Linked DNA regions of Rattus norvegicus: regions 2 and 3 are each linked to region 1. Evidence: chromatin contacts called from public Hi-C data. All regions are on one chromosome and are shown on one strand. The core of a region is the stretch at or near the end of the contact, and the rest is flanking DNA. Distances in the headings are between cores, read along the strand shown. Region 1 holds the start of Homer1 (homer scaffold protein 1). Region 2 holds the start of Jmy (junction mediating and regulatory protein, p53 cofactor). Region 3 holds the start of Cmya5 (cardiomyopathy associated 5).

Region 1 (4,035 bases), core at 417-2,916:
TTAACGGTGGTTCCCCGCAAGTCTACCAGTAGTGATCACTCTCCCTCCCACTTTTCCCTGCCGCTTGGGATGTGAACAGCCCGGGGATGCTGCGGCAAACCCAGTGGGAGAGGGAGACAGGACTTTACCGGCGGCACTTCGGCACTGTTGCTATGAGTGATTCATTCGCATTTGGCACATTTGTGCAAGGAAACCTCCTCCCGGCGCTCCCTCTCCAAGCTCTCCACAGACAGTCTCCGGCGCCTTGGCCTTTAAGGAGAAGCGAGAGAAACCAGAGCAGGTGGGCACCGAACAGCTCGCCCAACCCGCCTCCCCCAGCTCCTTCCCTAATTTAGCAGTACTTCCGGCCGCGTGACATCATCCCCCGCACAAGGTGACGTGAGCGGAGGGTGACGTATGTGCGGAGAGGAGCGCGCTGACGTAGCTATTTAAAGGTCCTCCTGCGGGGAGGATGGAGACACAGCGCGAGCACCTGGCGTGTGGAACGGACGAGGCCGTCCAGAGCCAGCACAGGAGCCGAGCGTGTTGTCCGCCCGCTGCCCGCCGCTAGGGGAGGGGAAGAAAAAAGGGACGGACCGACGGACCGGCCGGCTTATCCCCTCCGGGGTTGATCCTCACCGCCGGGTCCGAGCCCGTGCCCCGCCTCCAGCGAGCCCCACCTCCTCCGCGGGCCTGCGGCGGCGGCGGCGCTCCGCCCCTCGAGCCGGGAGGGCCGCGTTCACTGCCCCGCCCCGCCCCGCCCCCTCTCCTGCTCCGCTGCCGTGCTCGCCTCACGCCGGCGGCGCGGACTGGGAAGCGGCGCCCTCGGCTGCGCTCGGTTCGGAACCCGCTCTGTGGAGTCAGAGGCAGCGACGGGCGCCAGGCCGCCCGGGCCGGCGGAGGCGGCCGCTGAGGGGAGTGTGAGGAGGCAGCGGCGGCCCTGGGAATGTGAGGCGGCGCGGAGCGGGAGAGAAGAGCCGGGGTGGGGGCACGAGCCGCGGCTGCCGTGCCTCAGACGAGCCGCGAGCCTCTCGCTTCAGCGCGCGACCGCCGGGAGCTTGGGGGCTGGGTGCGGGGGACCGCGCGGGGCTGGGTTCTCTGATTCATTCATTCTCCGCGGCCCGGAGCCCGAGGCCGCGGGTGCTGCGAGGAGAGGCGGGAAGAGGGGGCGGCCGCGAGCGGGGCTCCTTTGTGCTCGGCGGGGGCCGGGAAGCCGTGGGAGGTGGGCTCGGGCCCCCTGCGCTGCTCCCCGGCGGCCGCTGCGCCCCCAGCTAGCCGCCAGCCTGGAAATGGCTCCGCTGATGCTCCTCGTGAGAACGAATCGATCCTTCCCAGCCTTCTCTGCCTGCTCTCCACCTCCTCTCTGCTCCGAGTCTTAGGAGAACGAACATTCAAAGGACAGATTCCAATGTGGTGTGCTGTGCACATCGCGAGCGGCTGGGGTTTGCACTTCGAGATTTCTTCTTTATAATTTTTTTTTTTTAATGTAAGGGAGACAGTGGAATTGCTACCCGTAGAATTTTTATTCAAGTGCACGTCGCGTTGGGTTGCACGCTCCACCCCCAGGGACCTGGTGTGGTGAAATTTGAACCCACCGCCTTAGCCCAAAGGCCGAGTAACCTGGCTGCTTGAGTGTCGTGGAAGACGTGAGCGAAATGATCAGCGAACTCATTTTTTATCAGACTCACTGAAGCTGGCTTTTGCGTTTTTCTACACGTACACTAATTTTATGGAATAGTTAAAGTGCTATATTCTCCGCGCAACCTTTTCAAATTCCAAATGTTTGAACGTTTTGGTGTCAGCGCGAGTGAAATCATTTTACCGACAAGAACTAACTGAATTGTCTGCCTCGTTGAGTTGCCTCCGGAAAAGATCTCGGGGGTGGAAAAGCAACTGCAAAATAACAGACGGAGAAAATTCCTTGGAAGTTATTTCTGTAGCATAAGAGCAGAAACTTCAGAGCAAGTTTTCATTGGGCAAAATGGGGTAAGGATTTTGTGCTTATCACAGCTTTAAATCTGCTTATGCGTGTGTGCAGTTGAGCGGTGATGGTGACCATGTTTTTAAATTCGATCCCTTGGAAAACGGGTACTACTTTAAAATACAGATTATATTTGTATTATTGTAGAGTGACACCAGAGGTCCTAATTAGAATGTGTAATGTTTGTAACTCAGTTACAGTTTTATTAATGATATATATGAAGACAATGCACTTGTCTACCCTGAACCTCCTAATAGACCGAACCGCTGTATAGGTCACTAAATTTTGCTATCTTAGGTTTGGTTGGCGGTGTCGTTCAAAGCTGCACATTCTGCCAGTACTTTGTAGAAATGATCAGCTGTCCAAAGGGGGGATTGTAGTGAGTGGTTAGACTCCAGTCCTTGGAACTGATCCCTTGTAAGTTGCTGCCCTCGCAGTGCCCTGTTCTATCCTTGAACATCCGAAACCAAATATACAGCTTGGTTTACTGGGCATTAAACGGAAATCTCAGGCTGTTTCGATCTAAACGGTGTGGGTGCTGGAGAGGCAAGCTGTTGATTGAAGGAACGTGTTCACTTCTCTGTTTTGTTTCTTTTTAAGCTCAAACCTTTAGCTTGTGCCAACAGTGTCAGATTTACATATTCGGCATAGCCCAAAGCCAGCCTAGAGTGCATTTCCTAAACTTTTCATTCTAACACTGCTGCATAATAAAATGCTAGTTCCTTAATTAAGCTGGAAGCCTGTGTTATGGAGTGGGGATCTTCGCATTTCTTTAGTGGATTGTCAGTGCTGTCTCTGCATTCTTCCTCAGGTCCAACTAGCACCGATAAAAAAGTAGTTGAGGAACGAGGTTTGGAATGATGGATTTTGAAATTCATTGTGATAGCTTAGGAACACACACTTTATAAAGTTCTTGAATAGTTGCTTTTTTGCCCTAGTAATTACAATTCGAAGTTTATTGGCTTATACAACTTTGAAAATGTAGTCATGTGTCATAGCAGTTCTTCCTCAGGAATTAATTATGAGTTGATAATTATTTTTAATACTTAAATGACAAGTGATAAGAATGTAATTAAAATACCTTATTCTATTTCTGGTTCTGCTATTAGTAGCAAAGTGACCTTCAGCAAATTACTTAACCTTTATGGGCTGTATTCTTGTCGGTAAAATGAGGAGTGTAAGAGTTTTCCAACCTGTAAAAATGATTTTCTTTCTTTCCTCATTTAATGGTCAGCAGTTGACTTTTTTTCTTCTAATGTGTTTAAGCATGGAAGCTAGGAAATGAAGGTGTTAGAAAGTGTTCTGGTCGGTTTCACCAAATGAGAAAATACTAAAAAAAATTAATATTGGAAACATTTGACTTCCCACCGTTTGAAATGTGTTTTGTAAGCCGTGTTGGAGTGTCGTGCACTCTCACCTACACACAAAATCAGGTGATAGTTTTTCACGGAGTATGCTGCGTCCCTCAGACTGGAGTAGCATCGTCAAAGAGGAGAATCAGTTATGCATCTCTTACATTACAGGAATGCTCTTTTTTTTTTTTTTTACCAGATGAAGAGTGAGATAGGTACTAAGGACACTACTATTTGAAATAGGAAATTAAGCTACCTACAGGAAATCCATTTAGCTACTTACCATAATTTGTTTATAAATGAGTCACTTGTCTTTTTGTTAAAATTACATTTTAAGGGCTGGAAAGATGGCTCGGGAGTTAAGAGCACTTATTCTTCAAGAGGACTTTGGTTTGATTCCCAGCACCCACATGGTGGTTCACAACCCTCTGTAGTTCCAGTTCCCAGAGATCCGATACACTCTTCTGACCACCGCAGGCACCAGGCTTGCAAGTGGTGCACATACATACATGCATGCAGGCAAAACACCAATACACGTTATTCAATTTAAAGAATGAATAAAACTTAAAAATGACACGTAAAATAACGCTGTAATAGAGTTCTGCCTGGCGAGTGATAGATATAATTTGAATTTGCCCCTCCAAAACTTCATGGCCATGATGGTAGCTGAGTGTTACTTACTGAAATCTACACTTGGCAATGTGACACTTTCTTACTGAGGGT
Region 2 (4,035 bases), core at 964-3,463, 190 kb after region 1:
AAACATACCTATGTATAGCCTTAATTTCCTGTTATTTAAAGAAATCGAAGAGTATATTAAAGTTTTCACACTCCATAGAATAGCGTAAAGCACCCCTGCCCTTGACCTTCCTTCCCTCTTCCTAAATCAGGAGTGAAATGAGCCGTCTGTAAAGATCACAGTCTAAAATTTTATATATGTCAATTCTCTTTTGGACAAGTCAACACACGTTTTAAAAAATGAATTTAGGGCTGGGGTGTAGTTCAGTGGTACACTTTCAGCACTGCAAAACGCTGAAAAGTAAAACTTCATACCTGCCTACGTTACCAGAGCACACACACAAGGTAAACGAAAGCAGATCAACTTTGTTCCATAAGACAACTATTTTCAGTACATAAACATGACACCCTGAAAGAGGAGTGAATGTCTGGGCAAGTTACTTTGGGGGAGGGTAACATTCATTTAGTTTTAAGTTCACAGAATACCTGTTTTCTAAAGACTTTCATCTCTACCTGTATCTTTTTGCTTTTTGTTTTTGTTTTTGGAAACTGGGTACTTGGGAGGGGGACAAAAAACTTCCCAAAGATTCCTCGCTGAGATACGAAAAGAAAGCCGATCACCCCACCTCCCCCGTTCTTCCTTTTCCTGCGGATAGAAGACACTTCGCGGGCCCCAAACCCAGGCTCCAGCTCTTGGCAGAGACATCAAAGCCAGGGCCGCAGCTCCGACTCACCTCCTGGATGCGCCTCCTGGCCCGCTGAAGCACCTCTTCGTAGCCCTTCTGCCGCAGCTCGCTGAGGCTTTCGTAATACTCCTCCGGATCATCCGTCTCGGTGAAAAGCACCTGGGAAAGGATCTTCCAGCCACACGTGTCCAGGCCGTGGCCCAGGTAGACCTGGAGTTGGTAACATAGAGCGTCGATCTCCTGCTCGGTCATCTCGGGGGCGCCCCCAAACAGCACCGTCCACATGCCGGACGGCTCTTCGGGGAACACCGGCAGGCACGGCTCCAGCTGGGAGTTCACTGAGCACAGCTGCTGATGCACGGCCCGCAGATCCTGGAAGGAGAAAAGCCCGGCCCAGCTGCATTCTTCAGCCGGAGACTCCTGCTCCGCGGCGGACGGCGACTGCTCCGAGTCGGGGAGCGGCTGTGGCGCCTCGTCCTCCCTCACCAATTCCAGGACTTCGATCTCCTCGGAGACCGCCCCAGAGGCACTCACCACCCGCACGGACGACACCGGGGGCGCCGGCGGGGTTGGCGTGGCACCGGCGGTCGCATCTCGGGATTCGGCGCCTCTGCGGTGCGGGCTGGCCTTGGCCCGCACGGGGCTACGGAGAGGACTCTCCGGTCCTTTGGCGAGCGGACCCCGAAGGGAATCCTCCCTCAGGCTGCGCGCGCTGCGCGGAGAGCCGCTCTCAGTCCAGGCCTGGCTCTTCCGTGGCCCGGGGCTCCGGAGCGCTGTAGAAGAGGCAGCGGCCTCCGGCCGACCCCTGGCCGCCGGACTGCCGGGCCCGCGGCTTCCATCAGATGCTGACGTCCCCGTCTGTTCCCGGGAACCGCTCCTCTGTCTCTGGGCCGTCCGGTTGTGACAGGTTATAGCAAACTTGCCTTCAATCTCGTTCCAGGCCACAATGAACACAAACTTGTGCTTCTCGCGCTCGTCGAATACGTGGGGCCGCACCGCCACCCAGTCGGACTCAAGTGTCTCCTCCAGCGCGAACGACATGGTAGCTCCGGTGTCCGGCCAAAGGGGGCCGCCCGGCCGAGTCTCCGCGACGGTCGCGCCCCCAGCTCACCCTTGCCCGGCGCCTTCAGCCATCTTAGCGCGCCGGCCGCTCATCCACCGGCTCCTTTGTGGCGCGACTCTCAGAAGAGACAATACGCAGCCCGGAGCAGGTAGTTCACATGGTCACGTGCGGCCGGATCTGTTTACAAGCCGCTCGCTGCGGCAGCGCGGGGCCCTGGGCCGCCGGGCCGGCCTGCGTGAGCCCACGGAGCTGCGTGCAGAGACGCTGAGGCGCGCGTCCGCCGCTCGCCGGGGCCGACCTCCCAGCCGCCTCTCTGCCTCCCCGCGACCGCGCCGAGCCAGCCGGAACCAGAAAGCAGACTCCTAAACCTCCAGTCTCAGCATCGCCACAATGTTGCCATTCGGCTGTGACGTCGGCAGCTCCACGAGGGACGTAAACACGGGCACGTGCGGCACGCTGCTGACGCGGCGGCGGTGGCGGCGGCGGCGGCGCGCGTCCCGGCGGTGCCCCGCCCCCCTTCCCTCCGCGTCCCCCTGTAGCGCTTGCGCGCCGCCGCCGCCGCTCTGGGCCCCAGCCCCGCCCCCTTTTTCCCGGGCTGGGAGTTTGTGGCTGCGGGGTGACGCTTTTCTCCAAGAGGAGATACTGCTGCGTCTGGCTGCACAAGTGGCCTTGAACCCCGGGAAAGAGGAGCAAAGGCAGAGGAACACTGAGACTTTGTTCAGGGACCCTTATGTAGCCCTCCTTCACCCTGAGTGAATCTGGATCTCAACTGTGTTCAGAACGTACCCTAAACAGTTCGAGAACTCTGCCACACTTTACAAGGCTAAGCCAAAGGGCTCGATTCTCCCCTGAGATCCTTCAGACACAATTCAAGACAGACAAGTATCAGAAGACAACTCAGTAGAATACTGAAACAGTACAAAAAAATTCAATTATGTTCTAAAGTGCGTGAACATTCATCTCAATGTATCCCTTTTATTGCTCCTTATTGGGTACTGTTCTGAGAATCTCTTTGGGCAGTCACTGCGCTAAAGTTTTGAAGTTGTATTCAATTATCAGAGTTCCCAAAGAGCACAAACAAAAAGTTTTTATCAGCCTGGAAGGCAGTGCATGACTATAACCCCAACACTTGGTGAGTAGAGGCAAGATATGGGAATTCAAGGCCAGCTGGAGCTGCGAAAGACCTTGTTTCGAAAGCAAGACATAAAAATCTAATTATTCATACTAAGCTGTGTTGAAACATTCCTATCATTGTCTAGGAGGTTTATAGTCCTTTATATAATTGATGCTATCTCTTCCTGTCAGTGTCCAAGTCATTACTGTGGCAGGTGTGCCACAGTAATGTATAATAGGAATTAGTTCTTACACTTTAAGCCACATTTCCAAAACTTGTGCAAAAGCATCTGGGTTACCCTCACACTGTCAGCTACACACAGTTTTGTATTGGCTTGAAATCTAAATTGATAGTCAAGTTTTAGACCCTCTCTTGGCTGAACATTTTAAACCTTAAATACCTGCTTTGAAACCCATGCCTACTCTTGGATTTAAAACAACAACAACAAAAAAAAACAAAAAAACAAAAAAAAAAAAACAAAAAAAAACCTAATCAACAAAAAAACCTCACAGCAAGATTCATAAAGAAAAAATGACTTCAACCTTTTGGAATTCTTTTAATGAACAGTATTTTTTCAAAGCTTGTAACTGTACATATGTGTCAGCTCTCCCATGCAAATCAAAAACATACCTTTGAAAATACTGAAAGAGCTGGGCGTGGTGACCCACGCTTTTAATTCCAGAACTCAGTAGGGAGAGGCAGTCAGATCTTTGGGAGTTCACAGCCAGCCTAGTCTACACAGGCCAGGAGAGACATGGGGGAGGGGCGGTGAGAAAGAGAGAGGAGAGAGAGAGAGGAAAGAAAACTCAGAGAGGTCTGGAGTTGTAACCCAGTGCTTGCAACACAAAAATAAAATGCTCAAGGAAAGAAAGCCGCTGCAAATTGGAGTCTTCGGCAAGGCAAATGAGAAGGTTATAAAATAAAATTGTCTTTTTTGATAAAAAGGAAACATTTTTTTCCTGATAGAGTTCTAAATCACCATCTCTGTTTGATCAATACATGTCATACCTATGTACAAATCCGCAGAATGCATGCTTAATCTGTCTAAAAGAAATCTACACCAGGCTTGGTGGCTACACCTGTAATCCTACCATCTGGAAGTCTGGGGCACGACTGCCTCCATTAGCAAACCTGAGCTACAAGGTTAGTCTGCCTCACACGAAACAGAACAGCATTGGATGTACACCTATTAAC
Region 3 (4,035 bases), core at 654-3,153, 170 kb before region 1:
TCCTCTGCCCTTCCTTTATACATCTCCTGCCCATCTTCTGATATCCAGTCTGTAGCCAGTACTCCATGATTCTAGATGCTCGACCTCCCACAGCAGTGTTCACATTCTCCACTCAGTCTTTAGCACACAGACTTCCTTAGCATGTAGTCAGAAACCCGTCGTTCCTATCTTTTTCCTCAAAGTTCTTGAGGGCAGAGCTTGCTTCCTTCTTGGTAGTTGCTTGTTAAGAATGTAACTAACGGGGGTTGGAGATTTAGCTCAGTGGTAGAGCGCTTGCCTAGGAAGTGCAAGGCCCTGGGTTCGGTCCCCAGCTCCGAAAAAAAGAACCAAAAAAAAAAGAATGTAACTAACGCTTCAAGATTTCCAACGGATGGTTTTCTGTAATTAGCGGTACCCTACATGTATATATGCATGTGGAGACCTATTCCTCACATACAATTTAAAAAAAAGAAAAAGCCATCGCCACCAGCCTGGCACTCACTAAATAGGTGAGGCTGACTGCACAGTGAGCCCGGGGATTCTGTCTCTTTCCAGCTCCCTACCACAGAAAACAAGCACAAGCTACCAAGCTGGGCTTTTCCTCAGTACTTCAAGGACTGACCATAGGGATTGACTGGGGATTAAACTTGGGTCTTTGTGCACACGAGGCAAGCACCACACCAGCTGAGCTATCTCCCCTGCCTTCAATGCTACTCTTGGATTACTTCAACCTGAGCTATTCTGGCCTTGGTTGGGCATTCTGAAACGATAAACCTTCACTTGCCACCCGCCAAGGCCTTCTGAGAGGAGTACTCAGGAAGAGATACCATTTGACTGACACATGCTGAGGATAAAACAAAACATACCATTATTCTTATCTTAGGGCTGGATGAGAAGGGACTAAGTGGAGAGAGTCCTAATAGATAGACAGACAGACAGACACACACACACACGCACGCACGCACGCACATATGCATATAGTATTACCTAATCTAATCTCACTCGCCTTATTGATAGATATTTAGGATCAGAGCGACTTTTAGGACAGAGGTTGCTGAAACACCTCCCAGGAGAGCCCAGCTGGTCTGAAAATCACAGTCTTCCTGCTTCTGCCTTTCTATTATTGGAATCACAGGGCAGGCATCCACACCTGGCCTTCATGAGTCTTTCCTTTAAGGAATGTATGGATGTTTGCACCAAAAATAGTTCCCATACAGCAAGCTAGCCCAGCGCTAGAACTCGAGGAGGCTGCCACACCTTTCAAGGTAATGGACTGCGCCTTCTCTGACCGCAGACCCTTCCCCAAGCTTAGGCAGGCAAGATTGATTCAAGGCGGGCAGCCAGACGCAAGGATTCCAGCACAGTTTTGCGGATAGGCAGAACCCCAAGTAAGTCTCCAAGAATAAATGAGCAAGTCACAAGGAGCTGGGAGGCGGGGGTGGGGTGTGGGTGGGGGCAGACTGTGAACTTCGCTGCAGGCGACCTGTCACTCTTGCTGACAGCAAGAACCTTCTACCTTCAAGTTTTTAAAAAGGCGCCGCGCCCCAGACAGAGGGCTTGGCACCGGGGAGAAATGCGCTCCTGAGGTTGGAAAGGGAAAGGAAAAGGCTGGGGGTGGCCAGCGGCCTGGCGAGACACCTGTAGGGTGGACAACTTTGCTAGGCCCTGGGTGGTACGGGCTCTGGCTACCTGGCGTCGGGCTCCTCCTCCGACTCGGCCGCCGTCTCCTCCCCCTCGCCCTCCGACTCCTCCTCTGTCTCCGGCTCCTCTTCCTCCGCGCCCCATCCAAGTAAACCCTGGGCTGCGAGTCCGCTGTCGCTGCTCGCCATCGCGCCTGTCCTGGCCGGAGTCGGAGCTGCCCACGCCTCGCCCGGTGTTCTCCGTCTGACTGCACTTTGCCCGGCCCGCGCGGCTGCTTGGGTTCCCGGCGCGCGGGGTGGGGGCGCCCAAGCCTTTAAATAGAAGGCGTCAAGAAAGTTTCGCCACGGAGCTTTAGCCGCCCGGGCTCAGCTTCCCCTGGTTCCTGTCGCCTGCCAACTTCCCCGCCCGTTTTGGCAGACCTTCGGCGGCCTTTGGGGCCAGGGCGGAGAGTAGTGTTGAGGGCTGCCCAGGGGCGTCAAACGACCCACCAGCCCGGCCTTCCATCCAGTGACCTGGTGGTTCTTACACCTCGGGCTGGGCTGAGGGATGCTTCATGCCAAAGGCAGCGCTCGCCAGGGTCTTGTTTTCCCTTCTTCCTGAGAAGAGAACGTTAGGTGCAGGTTTGTAGATAGCTTAAGGCCCCAATGCCAGTATGGTGACAATGGAAACAAACCAGCAGCTCCTGAGGGGACCAAGATCTCATTGGATCAAGTAAAGCCAGTGCTTAACCTCTCAATCACTACTCTAGGACTAAAGCCCAAGATCCTCCTAGAGAATAAATCCTGACTAATCCACTTTTAGAAATCGGGTATTTACACTGTATCAAATGAATTCTTTCTGCCTGAAAGGCTCACCTGTTCACTTATTGGAGATCACTGCCTTTCTCTGAAACCTCCAGGTTTGAACTCACTGCTCCTCTCCAGGAACTCGAGCAGTCTTTTGAATGTGTTGATACCCAGGAGACTGTTTCTCTGTCACACCACCTAGTTCTTATAAGCTACGAATGTTTCTGAGAAGGCAGAGGCCTGTTCAGTACAAGGGTTAGAAAGTATTCTTTCCAGAGAAAGACGTTTGGCTAGATCTCCAAATCTTTACTCATTGCAGATTCTTAGAGTTGCTAAACAAAGTGGGAAATCAGAGTATTACTGTCCAGTTACTCCAGCTTGAATGCTGCACATTGGGTGTCCCAGGACACTCTTTGGTGTAGATCGGCAGCCACCTCGTTTACCAATTTTGCCAAGACCCTACTTCAACTACCTTTACGTTTAGAATTATATACAGAGTCCACACATTTAATACTAATATTTTTTTCTTTTTTGGTTCTTTTTTTCGGAGCTGGGAACCGAACCCAGGGCCTTGCGCTTCCTAGGTAAGCGCTCTACCACTGAGCTAAATCCCCAGCCCCTAATAATACTAATATTTTAACAGCACATACAAACAAAAACTGTGGCATTCACACAAAATTGAAATGGGAAAGACTTCCAAGTCTCCAGTTGGGGAAATAGGTCAATGGGTGGAGCACTTGCCTAGCAGACCCAGGCTTAGTTCAATCCCATCCGTGAAAATAAATTAAAAAAAAAAAAAAAAAAAAGCCTGTCTCACCATATATGAACAGCCCTCTTCCCTGATCCAACTGGACTGCCGCATGGTCTTAAGTGCTGGCTCCTTAGTTCCAGGATAAAATTCATCAGCTTTTTGGCCTATTTGTCACAACAGATCGGCTGTCACAACGTGGTGGCAATGCAGGAGCCCACGCTGTGGCAGAGTCTGAGGCTTTCTTAATGCCATAATGCTGAACAGCCATCCCCAAGGGACTATGACTTACAAACAGTACCTGGGGTCACGCTGAACTGTCATACTCAATACATTCTGAGAAAGCGCTGCATAGTGTGGAATAAATCTTAGAAATTTTTCCAAGAAAAAAATCATACAAAAAATTTTTACATCAAAAGTACTACAGATCAGTAATCTAAAAAACTGACCCATAGAGAAAGCTCTATTCCTAATTATGGCAGAGAAATAATGTGATTGGCGGCTAGCCATGGATGACTTCATCCCAGGGACTCTGGATTAAACAATCAAGGTTCAGATCGGTTAAGATAACCACAGCCTCAATCTCGGTACAAAACCAACGTTCACAGAAAGATAACGCCTCAGCAATTCCAGATATAAACTTTATTCCATTGACAGCATACGAAAATTTAAACTTAAAAAGAAAAAGGAAAATATGCACCCTTTGTAAGTCAAAGAGAAAGTTTTAGTTTTTTAATTGGTCTGCAAAAAATAGTTTAGTGGTACAAACTGTACCCCTGTAGGCCTACAAGAAGTTTGCAATCTTTGAAAAAGTTAAAACCGCCTTCAAGATTACTTTTTATATTTAACTGTACAATACAGGTATTGACCAATTTACAAGTA

The links. A called contact is a pair of places that touch in the nucleus more often than the background predicts.
Region 2: a contact with region 1 is called in a Hi-C map of Schwann cells, with 4 times the contacts expected there. The contact joins the promoter of Jmy here to the promoter of Homer1 in region 1. A contact is called at or near these places in 3 of 12 Hi-C or Micro-C datasets (Schwann cells, frontal cortex and mammary epithelial cells) and 1 of 1 datasets of contacts at active chromatin or transcription factors (oligodendrocytes).
Region 3: a Hi-C map of liver shows a contact between it and region 1, with 4 times the contacts expected there. The contact joins the promoter of Cmya5 here to the promoter of Homer1 in region 1. A contact is called at or near these places in 3 of 12 Hi-C or Micro-C datasets (kidney and liver).

What each region holds. Positions count from the first base shown.
Region 1 is chr2:26,277,346-26,281,380 of GRCr8, forward strand. Homer1 (homer scaffold protein 1) reads left to right here and starts at 1,667. Exons shown (of 10, transcript NM_031707.2): 1 at 1,667-1,965. The coding sequence starts at 1,961.
Region 2 is chr2:26,463,746-26,467,780 of GRCr8, forward strand. Jmy (junction mediating and regulatory protein, p53 cofactor) reads right to left here and starts at 2,214. Exons shown (of 11, transcript XM_039103451.2): 1 at 713-2,214. The coding sequence starts at 1,705.
Region 3 is chr2:26,111,370-26,115,404 of GRCr8, forward strand. Cmya5 (cardiomyopathy associated 5) reads right to left here and starts at 1,904. Exons shown (of 13, transcript XM_006231789.5): 1 at 1,669-1,904. The coding sequence starts at 1,808. It also overlaps a transcript of Tent2 not described here.